Linked DNA regions of Danio rerio: region 2 is linked to region 1. A link is a contact called in public HiCAR-type data. All regions are on one chromosome and are shown on one strand. The core of a region is the stretch at or near the end of the contact, and the rest is flanking DNA. Distances in the headings are between cores, read along the strand shown.

What was found. HiCAR-type assays count read pairs that join an accessible place to other places.
Region 2: a contact with region 1 is called in a HiCAR-type map of caudal fin, with 3 times the contacts expected there. The contact joins two enhancer-like sites. A contact is called at or near these places in 1 of 18 Hi-C or Micro-C datasets (caudal fin) and 1 of 4 datasets of contacts at active chromatin or transcription factors (caudal fin).

What each region holds. Positions count from the first base shown.
Region 1 is chr21:7,720,146-7,724,731 of GRCz12tu, forward strand. LOC137488861 (a long non-coding RNA gene) reads left to right here. Exons shown (of 12, transcript XR_012397134.1): 5 at 1,951-2,107. Among named protein-coding and RNA genes, the nearest start is that of cenpt, 61 kb to the left of the region's middle. Within about 2 kb of position 3,231, at least 13 of the 62 cell types and tissues checked have an H3K27ac peak or open chromatin away from gene starts, as enhancers often do. A contact at or near this core is called in caudal fin, where this site is marked.
Region 2 is chr21:7,853,229-7,858,328 of GRCz12tu, forward strand. col5a1 (procollagen, type V, alpha 1) reads left to right here. Exons shown (of 66, transcript XM_073935764.1): 3 at 4,325-4,538. Among named protein-coding and RNA genes, the nearest start is that of col5a1, 71 kb to the left of the region's middle. Within about 2 kb of position 2,308, at least 12 of the 62 cell types and tissues checked have an H3K27ac peak or open chromatin away from gene starts, as enhancers often do. A contact at or near this core is called in caudal fin, where this site is marked.

The DNA.
Region 1 (4,586 bases), core at 1,981-4,480:
GGGATAAATGTGGGCTTAAGGCTGATTTATACTTCTGCGTCAAACACCGGCGTATGCTACGGCGCTGACGCATAGCCTTCGCCGTGGCCATCGCCGTGGCCATCGCCGTCACTGACGTGCACCTCTCAAAAAATGTAACTACACGTCGCAACGACGCGTAGCGTAAGCTCTGTGATTGGTCGGCTTGGTAGCGCTGACAAGTCTGGGCGGGACCGAGAGCCGCGCGAATGGCGCGAGCGATTGTTTACAAGTGTGGAGTCCTTTGAAGGAGCTCCGGATGGAAAGTATTGTTTTGTGTTTACCTCATAGTTAAAGTTGTTGCACATCCGCCGGTTCCTGCCTCAAAATGAGCGAGTTTGAGCCACTTGTACATCCCGGAAGTGTTCAGGAAAAGCAAAAAAGTAGCGAAAAAACTCGACACAGAGGAACATTTACATCTCACTGCCAACTAGCGTTTCGGAAGTGTTAATGCAGACCGACAGAGACAGCGCGCAGAAGTATAAATGCACAGCCACGCGCGTTGCATGCGCCGTGGGTTATGCCGGTCACCTGACGCAGAAGTATAAATCAGGCTTAAGGGTGAAGTTGGTTCTACTCTAGAACATTCAATTTGTGGACTGTCAATTCAACAACTTTCAGAGGTTAATTGTGTGTTCTTATGGTTATACATTCACTACTGGTTCTAGAACATTCTAAAGGTTCTAAAGGTTAAATACTTGACCTTTAGAACCCACATCTATCCTTGGTTATATGCGTTATACTCTCACAAATGGTTCTAGAATGTTCATTGTCAGTTTTAAACCTCCAAGGGGTTAAATGTGGGTTCGAAGGGTTACACACTCACTGTTGGTTCTACTCTAGAACATTCACATGGTTAACTATCAGTTAAACAACTTTCTGAGGATAAATGTGGGTTCTAAGTGTTATACACTCACTGTTGGTTCTACTCTAGAACATTCACATTGGTAGAGTGTCAGTTCTACAACTTTCAGAGGTTAAATGGAGGTTTAAGGGTTATACACTCACAATTGATTCTAGAATATTCACAAGATGGACTGTCAATTCAAAAACTTTAAGAGGTTAGATGTGTGTTCTGGGGGGGTAGGGGGGGGTCACACTTACTATTGGTGCTAGAACATTCTAATAGTTCACTCAATTCTACAACATTCAGAAGTTAAACGTGGGTTATATAATGACAGTTGGTTATACGCTAAAACTTTCACATGGTTGACTGTCAATTCTACAATCTTTTCAGAGATTAAATTTGGGTTCTAAGGGTTATACACTGAATATTAGTTCTAAAACATTTAAATGGTTGACTGTCAGTTCTACAACTTTCAGAAGATACATTTGGGTCGTGTAAATTGTATACATTTTAAGTTAATAAATGTGGGTTCTAGAACATTCATGTCAGTTATGCAGCTTTCAGCAAAATACATGTGGGCTTAAAGGTTATATACTCGGTCAGTTACAGAACATTTATAACTAAATAACTAGCTATTCACACATTTCTCTTTCGGCTGTAGAACATTAAGGTGAATGCATGTTGGATTTAGAACCTAGCCATGGTGAATTGAGGAAAACTCGCATGATTTGTTGTTCAATCGAGAATATTTATAAAACTTGTTTATTATTGTCACTGTATGTGTTCATAAGATTGAAGTGAGTTTTGTTCAGCCGAGTTTCTAGCTAGGCAACATCTTGCAGGAATGTCATATAATTGGAAAGAAATGTTACAAAGTGTTCAGACTGTAAAACAATATTCCTTTATTTCCTAATGGGGTATTAACTACTTCTCAGCAGTCATTTCAAGACATACCAGCTTGATCTCCAGTCATATTTGTAAGTTATTTTCTGAACAAACCAACCAAGTCCAAAAACCCCTCCATCATTAAGCTGTCTAACCTCTAGCTCTCTCTTGTTCTTCCTTTTTTTCATGTCAATCACTAGGGAAAAAGAAAGATTATTAAGCTTAAGGATGAAGAGGCTGGAACTCTGTGTCCCAGGGCATGATCCCTCTGTCTGGAATGACTCAACAGGAAAACATCCCTACTCATGGTTCCGTATCAGCAAATCCTCTTTAAAATGTATGGGTCATTTCTGAGAGGTCAGTGTGTGTGTGTGTGTGTGTGTGTGTGTGTGTGTGTGTGTGTGTGTGTGTGTGTGTTTGTGTGTGTGTCTACTGGTTTTGGTGGTTTACAAGGGCAAAAACTTGTATAAAGACATGGATATGGTCTAGGTGTACTCTATTTTGGTGGTTTACGAGGACGTGGCTTTTGTCCTCGTAATTCAAAATGCTTAAAAATCATACTTGACTGGATCTTTTGACATTCAAAATTTGCCCTTTGAGGGTTGGGTCCAGGTGTAAGGCCATATAATAAGTGGTTTTGACTATATAAAATACATTATGCCTATGGGGAGTCCTCATAATTCACCAAAACCTGTGTGTGCATTGTTGATTGTTTATGTCCCCATTTCTCAAAAAGCTCATATATATATATATATATATATATATATATATATATATATATATATATATATATATATATATATATATATTTATATATATATATATATATATATATATATATATATATATATATATATATATATATATATATTTATTTATATATATATATATATATATATATATATTTATATATATATATATATATATATATATATATATATATATATATATAAATATATATATAAATATATATATATATATAAATATATATAAAATATTTTTGTGTTTGTTTGCGTCTTCAAAAAGTAAAAATGCACAGTTTCCTTTAAGGTGTTGGGGAATGGCAAATGGAAAATACAATTTGTACAGTGAAAATGGAATAGAAATTTATTAGATGTCCCCATAAATCACAAAAAAAACTCTTTTTATGTGTGTTTGTTAAAGTTTAAAGAATGTTTCTGGAAAAAGACTCCAATACCAATCTTCGCTAGACACACTAACCCAGAGACTAGAAGTTTATTGAAGTAATTCAGCAAAACTGGACCGTAAAAAAACAATGTTTGGCAGTAAATCAGAACATATCCGGACGCTGACACATCAACCAAAGTGTTACACGTGTTTACCCCCACGTTTCTCCACTATCTCATTGACTTTCCATATGCGTCTCCCCCCTTTTTTTCCTCACGGTTGATCCTGGGTTTTAGGAGTCGCTTAATAATGGAAAAAAAAAGCCAGAGAATATTTTCCAGTTCTCAAAACCCCAGAGCCCTCAGTGATTTTATGGAGTGAGTCAGGCTGTCTGCTGAAATGAGAGTTAGAGAGGGGGTGCGAATGAAAGGGAAAAAAAGGACAGAAAGAAGCTGATTGTCTTCATACAGTAGGAGAAAACATGAAGATCTGTTGTTTCATTCTTTCCTTCACTTACTTCAGTTGTTTCTGACAGTCTTGTTTCTATTGAAGTTGAATGTTCTGTCTTTGATTTTCAATCTCTCTCTTCCTCTCTCTCTCTCTCTCTCTCTCTCTCTCTCTCTCTCTCTCTGGATGTTCTCCATAGATTTCTTGGCCCTGTTGGCCGATATAGGAGTTGAGAGAGAGAGAGAGAGAAAGATTAAATTTATAAGGAACATTAGGTCAGCTGAATTCTACTGTTGAAAGAAGTCTTTCATGGCCATGCACTGTAAAATACAATGTGTTGAATTTGGTTTTAAAAAGTGAGTAAACCCTTTCAAAGCATTTAGTTGACTTTAAAATAGTGAGTAAACCTGTTGCTTTTAAAGCAATTAGTTGAGTTGACTTTAAAAAGCAAGTAAACCCATTGCTTTCAAAGCTGTTAGTTAACTTGACTTTAAAATACTGAATAAATCAGTTGTTTTCAAAGCGAACAGTTGACTTGACTTTAAAATAGTGAGAAACCTGATGCTTTTAAAGTGATGAGTTGGCTTTAAAGGGCACCTAGGTTACCCCCTGTTCCAGATTCAATATAATTTTTTTGCGTCCCCAGAATGTGTCTGTATCTTTCAGCTCAAAACACCCATTAGATTATTTATTATAGCTGTCTGAAGTTTCTGTATTATAGCTGCTAAAACCTGGTTGCTGTTTTTTTGTACTGGGCCTTTAAGGCCCCGTTTACACTAGTGCATTTTAGTTTTAAAACAGCATTTTAGATCAAAAATGATCCGCGTCCACACTAGCGTTTCACCTAGCATCTCTGAACATATCTCCGTCCACACTACGCCACCAAAAACGTATATCACGTGAACATTCGCGCACTCTGGGCAAGTGCGTTCTAGTATAGACATAAAGCATGCGTCACGCTCGGCCTTTGGTTATTGTTAGTCAACAAACGCCTGTTGAACATTAAACGCGATGGCAAAGAAAGCAAGAGAGGTATTTTTGTGGACAGACGACGAGGTCAAGTTGAATGAATAACTGCACAATGGCGCCTAAAATAGACAATAGTGCAAACAACGCTCGCATTTTTGTGCCCATGTTGTTGTTTACAGTACTGTCTTCCGGTAGCGTTAAAGCCATGTGTTATAGTCATGTGATAGCAGCTTGACGAATAAGGGAAGGATACGGAATGACACAAAAGCCCCAATCAGTTAGCGAATCTCAG
Region 2 (5,100 bases), core at 1,058-3,557, 130 kb after region 1:
TGCTGGAAAACACTCTTCCTGTGTGACCAGGACAGATTTTCCCAGAGGTCCTGGCGGCGGGCATCTGTTTGGCATGTGTGTGTAGTCATGCCTGTTTTTCTCATTTTAGAAAGAGACTGTTTAATTTCACCCTTTCCCCTTCTTTTTCTTTGTGTTTTTTTTTTACTGCAGTCTTAAAGGGAGAGTTCACTCTAAAAATCAATTCATTCATTAATTTTCCTTTGGCTTAGTCCCTTTATTAATCAGGGGTTGCCACAGTGGAATGAACCACCAACATATGCAGTGTATTTTTTATGCAGCGGATGCCCTTTCAGCTGCAACCCAGTACTGGGAAACACCCATACACTCTTATTCATATACATTCACTACGGCCAATTTAGTGTATCTAATTCACCTGTAGCACATGTGTTTGGATTGTGGGGGAAACCGGAGCACCCGGATGAAACCCACGCCAGCACAGAGAACATGCAAACTGAAATGCCAACTGACCAAGCCGGGGCTTGAACCAGCAACCTTCTTGCTGTGAGGCGAAAGTGCTAATCACTGTGCCACCTCAATTCTGTCATCATATGAAGAAAAGTTTACAGAATTAAAGCGATAGTTCATCCAAAAATGACAATTCCGTTTATAATGTTTACACAAAAGCCAAACAGCACACAGCATTTTTCAAAATATCTTCTTTTGTGAAGAAAGAAACTCAAGCCAAGTCTTGCCTGAGTAAATGTTTTAAACTGAATTGTCATTTTTGGGTGAACTATCGCTTTAATTCTGTAAACTTTTCCTGATATAATAACATAAATGATGACAGAATTGGGGTGGCACAGTGCTTTATTTTGGGTGAACTAGCCCTTTCAGAGTTTTATTTATTTATTTATTTATTTATTTATTTTTATTTTTTAAGATTTATTAAGTATGGGTTTTAGTAAAAATTTAATATTTATTTTATTCTGTAAAGGTCTGAAAATTATTATTATTATTGTTATTATTTTTTTTTACAAATTTTAAATATTGTCATTTCGAGCATTTTAGTCAGAATAACAAATGCTTTAATTTGATTTCACTGAAAAGTAGGAAAGGATTCTGGACAAAAGACCTTGAGGTTCAGTTGTTAGGACTGTCACCTTACAGCAAGAAGGTTGCTGGTTCGAGCCCCAGTTGGGTCAGTTGGCATTTCTGTGTGGAGTTTGCATGTTCTCTCCTTGTTGGTGTGGGTCTCCAGGTGCTCCAGTTTCCCCCACAGTCCAAAGTCATGTGCTATAGGTGAATTGAATAAACTAAATTGGCCATAGTGTATGAGTGTGAATGAGTGTGTACGGATGTTTCCCAGTACTGGGTTGCAGCTGGAAGGGCATCTGCTGTAAAACATAAACTGGATAAGTTGGCGGTTCATTCCGCTGTGGCGACCCCTGTTGAATAAAGTGACTAAGTCAAAGGAAAATGAATGAATGAATTTATTCCTTTTAAAGCAAAGCAGAATTTTCATATCATTAGTCTACAGCGTCGCATGATCCTTAAGAAATCATTGCAAAATGCTGACCTGACGATCAAGAAATATTATTAATATAATTATCAATGGTGATTTAGATGTCACAATTTTTCCAGAATTCATTGATTAGTATATTATACTTGTTTCAAAGATAAATATTTATTAAATGTGTCATATTTGATCGATTTAATGCACCCTTTCAAAATAAAAGTATTTATTTATTTATTTTTATCTTCTTTACCCTATACTTTATTCAAAAGAATATAGTGAAAATTATTTTTATGATCTTTTCTAAAGCTTTTAGTTGCATTTATAGAGCTGGACACCTCATAAGAAACCTCACAAGAAATCTCTTAAAGGGACAGTTCACCAAAAGCATGAACATTACCTCATTATATATTCTCCCTCATGTGGCTTTTGAACCTTTATGAGTTTCTTTCTTCTGTTGAACACAAAAGAAGGTTGTTTTGAAGAATGCTGGCACACGTTGACTTCCATAGTGGGCAAAAAAGTTACAATGGAAGTCACTGGTCAATCGGCATTTTTCAATATAAATTCTTTTGTGTTAAAAGACACTCAAATGGGTTTTGAACAAGTGAAGGGTGAGAAAATGATGAAAGAATTTTCATTTTTTTGGGAATTATTAAAGCATCTTGATTCTGTGTAAACAATGATAGATAACTCTTCTTTTTTTGTTTTCAGTGCGCTGGCCCTTTAAGAATGCTGCTGGTATTTTTCACTCTGTGTTTGTTCTGGTGATTCTGGCTGTGTTTGTTCTCTTTCTCTGCTGGATGAATTAGAGTAATAAAATGTCTCTCAGGGAACAGCTGTTCTCCTCATTACTCTCTCCATCTTTCTCTCTCTCTCGCTTTTCTTACTCCCTCAAAGGAGATCCAGAACTCTTATCAACACACAGACTGCGACTGTTACAGAGTTTCCCAAAGATGTGCCAAGAGATCCAGCGTTTTCCATTCTGCTCTTATCCTGTCAAACACTTTATCTTTGTTACCTGACAGCATCAGACGTGATGTAATGCTCTGTCAGAAAACACCCTCAAACACTTCTCATTTCCAAGGATTTTTTTTGTTAAAAAAAGTTATTTTTTAAACTATATTTAAGTTTTGTTTTTGTTTTTTTAATATTAGTTTTATTTTTAATATTTTTGTGAGTGTTTTTTAGTATGGTATTACATCATTTAAATGCCAATGATTTATATGGTTTTTTAATTTTAATGAAATTTTTTTACATCATTTTTTTTTCAAACGTGATATTTATGGTTAGTTTTATTTAGCTTCTTTTTTTTGCAAGCGTGTTATTAATTTTTGTACTTTAGTTCCTCTTTTAGTTGCCAATGCCTTGTTTTTTTTCATTTAATAGTTCTACAATTTTCACATCATTTTTCTACATTAAAATTATTATTTTTTTTAATGGGGAATAAAACTTAGCCAGTACTTATTATGTAAAAAATAAAAATAAATAAATAAAAATAAATAAATTAATAAAAAAAAGTAATATTAATAATAAAAAAAAAAAACTTTTTAGGGCTTGTTAATACAGTCGCTTTGGCTCATTTCTCAGTACACAACATTTCTCATGTAGTCAATATAACTGTGTACTCCGGGGGGCTGTTCTAGAGTTATTCTCAATTGCTTTGGCACATTTTTTTTTTTTTAAACAGTCTTAACATTCTCTAAACTGTGAGTGCGAATCTCACATCTGTTTGCTGGAACTTCAGAATTTTAATGCATGTCTGCAAAATGTAGTAGTTCACACAAAACATTTCATTCTTGCTTCAAAAACCTACTTATTTTGTCAGTAATTTGGCCAAGGCCACCAAAAAATAAAGTGTATTTGTCATCGTGTGAGCCTCGCTGCTCAAAATGATGAGTTGTTTTTTCACCATAACAGTCTACTATGGAAATTAAGGTTTAAAACAAATCTGATATTTGTAGAGAAGAGTCGATAGTAGATCGAAAAATATATGTGAACACTCGTATTTATACAGTACATTTATTTGTGTACAGGTGTATTGCATGCAAAATGCAATCTTGCTTGTCCAATTATTGTATTGTATGTTTCATATTTCTTATGTTACCACAAATGTAAATGTGTGTGTATATACACAGTTGAAGTCAGAATTATTAGTCCCCCTTTGATTTTTATCTTTTTTTAAATATGTCCCAAACAATGTTTAACAGAGCAAGGAAATTTTCACAGTATGTCTGATAATATTTTTTTCTCTGGAGAAAGTCTTGTTTGTTTTATTTCGGCTAGAATAAAAGCAGTTTTTAATTTTTTAAAAACCATTTTAGGGTCACAATAATTAGCCCCTTTAAACTATATATTTTTTCAATAGTCTACAGAACAAACCATACTGTAGTTATACAATATTTTGCTTAATTACCCTAACCTGCCTAGTTAACGAATTGTCTGTCGTGTATGAGTATGAATGAGTGTGTGTGGATGTTTCCCAGAGATGGGTTGTGGCTGGAAGGGCATCCACTGCGTAAAGCATATGCTGGATAAGTTGGTGGTTCATTCCGCTGTGGTGACCCCAGATTAATAAAGGGACTAAGCTGTAAAGAAAATGAATGAATGAATTTTCTAAAGGTCAAAAACCACCTTGAATGAGCGTAAAAACACAGTTGCATATTAAGAGTGTTTTATGTATTATTAACCATTTTGAATTTGGCATTTCTGTAAATGTCTGTTATGGTTTGTAAACATCTTCCATGTTGCTCTTATCTGTGTTTTTTTTTGTTACCTGACTGCACATAAACCCACCCACCCCACTAAAACACTTGTCATTTACCGTTATAACCCCCTCTCTCTCTGTAGCATCCATGTTTCCGGAGGACTTCTCCATTTTGGCGACGGTGAGGCCAAAGAAAGGCAGTCAGTCGTTCCTGCTGTCGGTGTATAATGAGCAGGGCATCCAGCAGCTGGGTTTGGAAGTGGGACGTTCTCCTGTATTCCTGTATGAGGATCACTTAGGCAAACCCGGCCCAGAGGACTACCCGCTCTTCAGAGGAATCAACCTGGCAGACGGAAAGTAAGACATACACACACACACAAAACCAACACAAGCTATGTGGTTGCGTAATGTCTGGGTAGGATTGAGTGTGTTTGGTTTTGATTATTAGCTTTGATGTGTGACATATTTACTGTGCCACTGGTGTGAGGAAAACACCTGCACAGGTGAGCAGACTCAGCTGTTACACCCTATGAGACTATAAACACCGCTGAACACTGAAGTAGCACATATGCAGATGTTATGAAAACACTTTGTATGGATAGATATATTGACAGACAGATATATAGACACAGACAGAGAGATGGATGAATAGATAAATAGAGATAGATGCATAGGGATGGATAGATATCCAGATAAGTAGATGTATGGATGAATAGATAGATGGACGGATGGATGAATGAACAGACAGACAAATGTATGGATGGACGGATGGACGGATGGATGAATGGATGGATGGATGGGTGGATGGATGGATGAACAGACACACATACGGATGGATAGATAGATAGATAGATAGATAGATAGATGGATGGATGGATGGATGGATGGATGGATGGATGGATGGATGGATGGATGGATG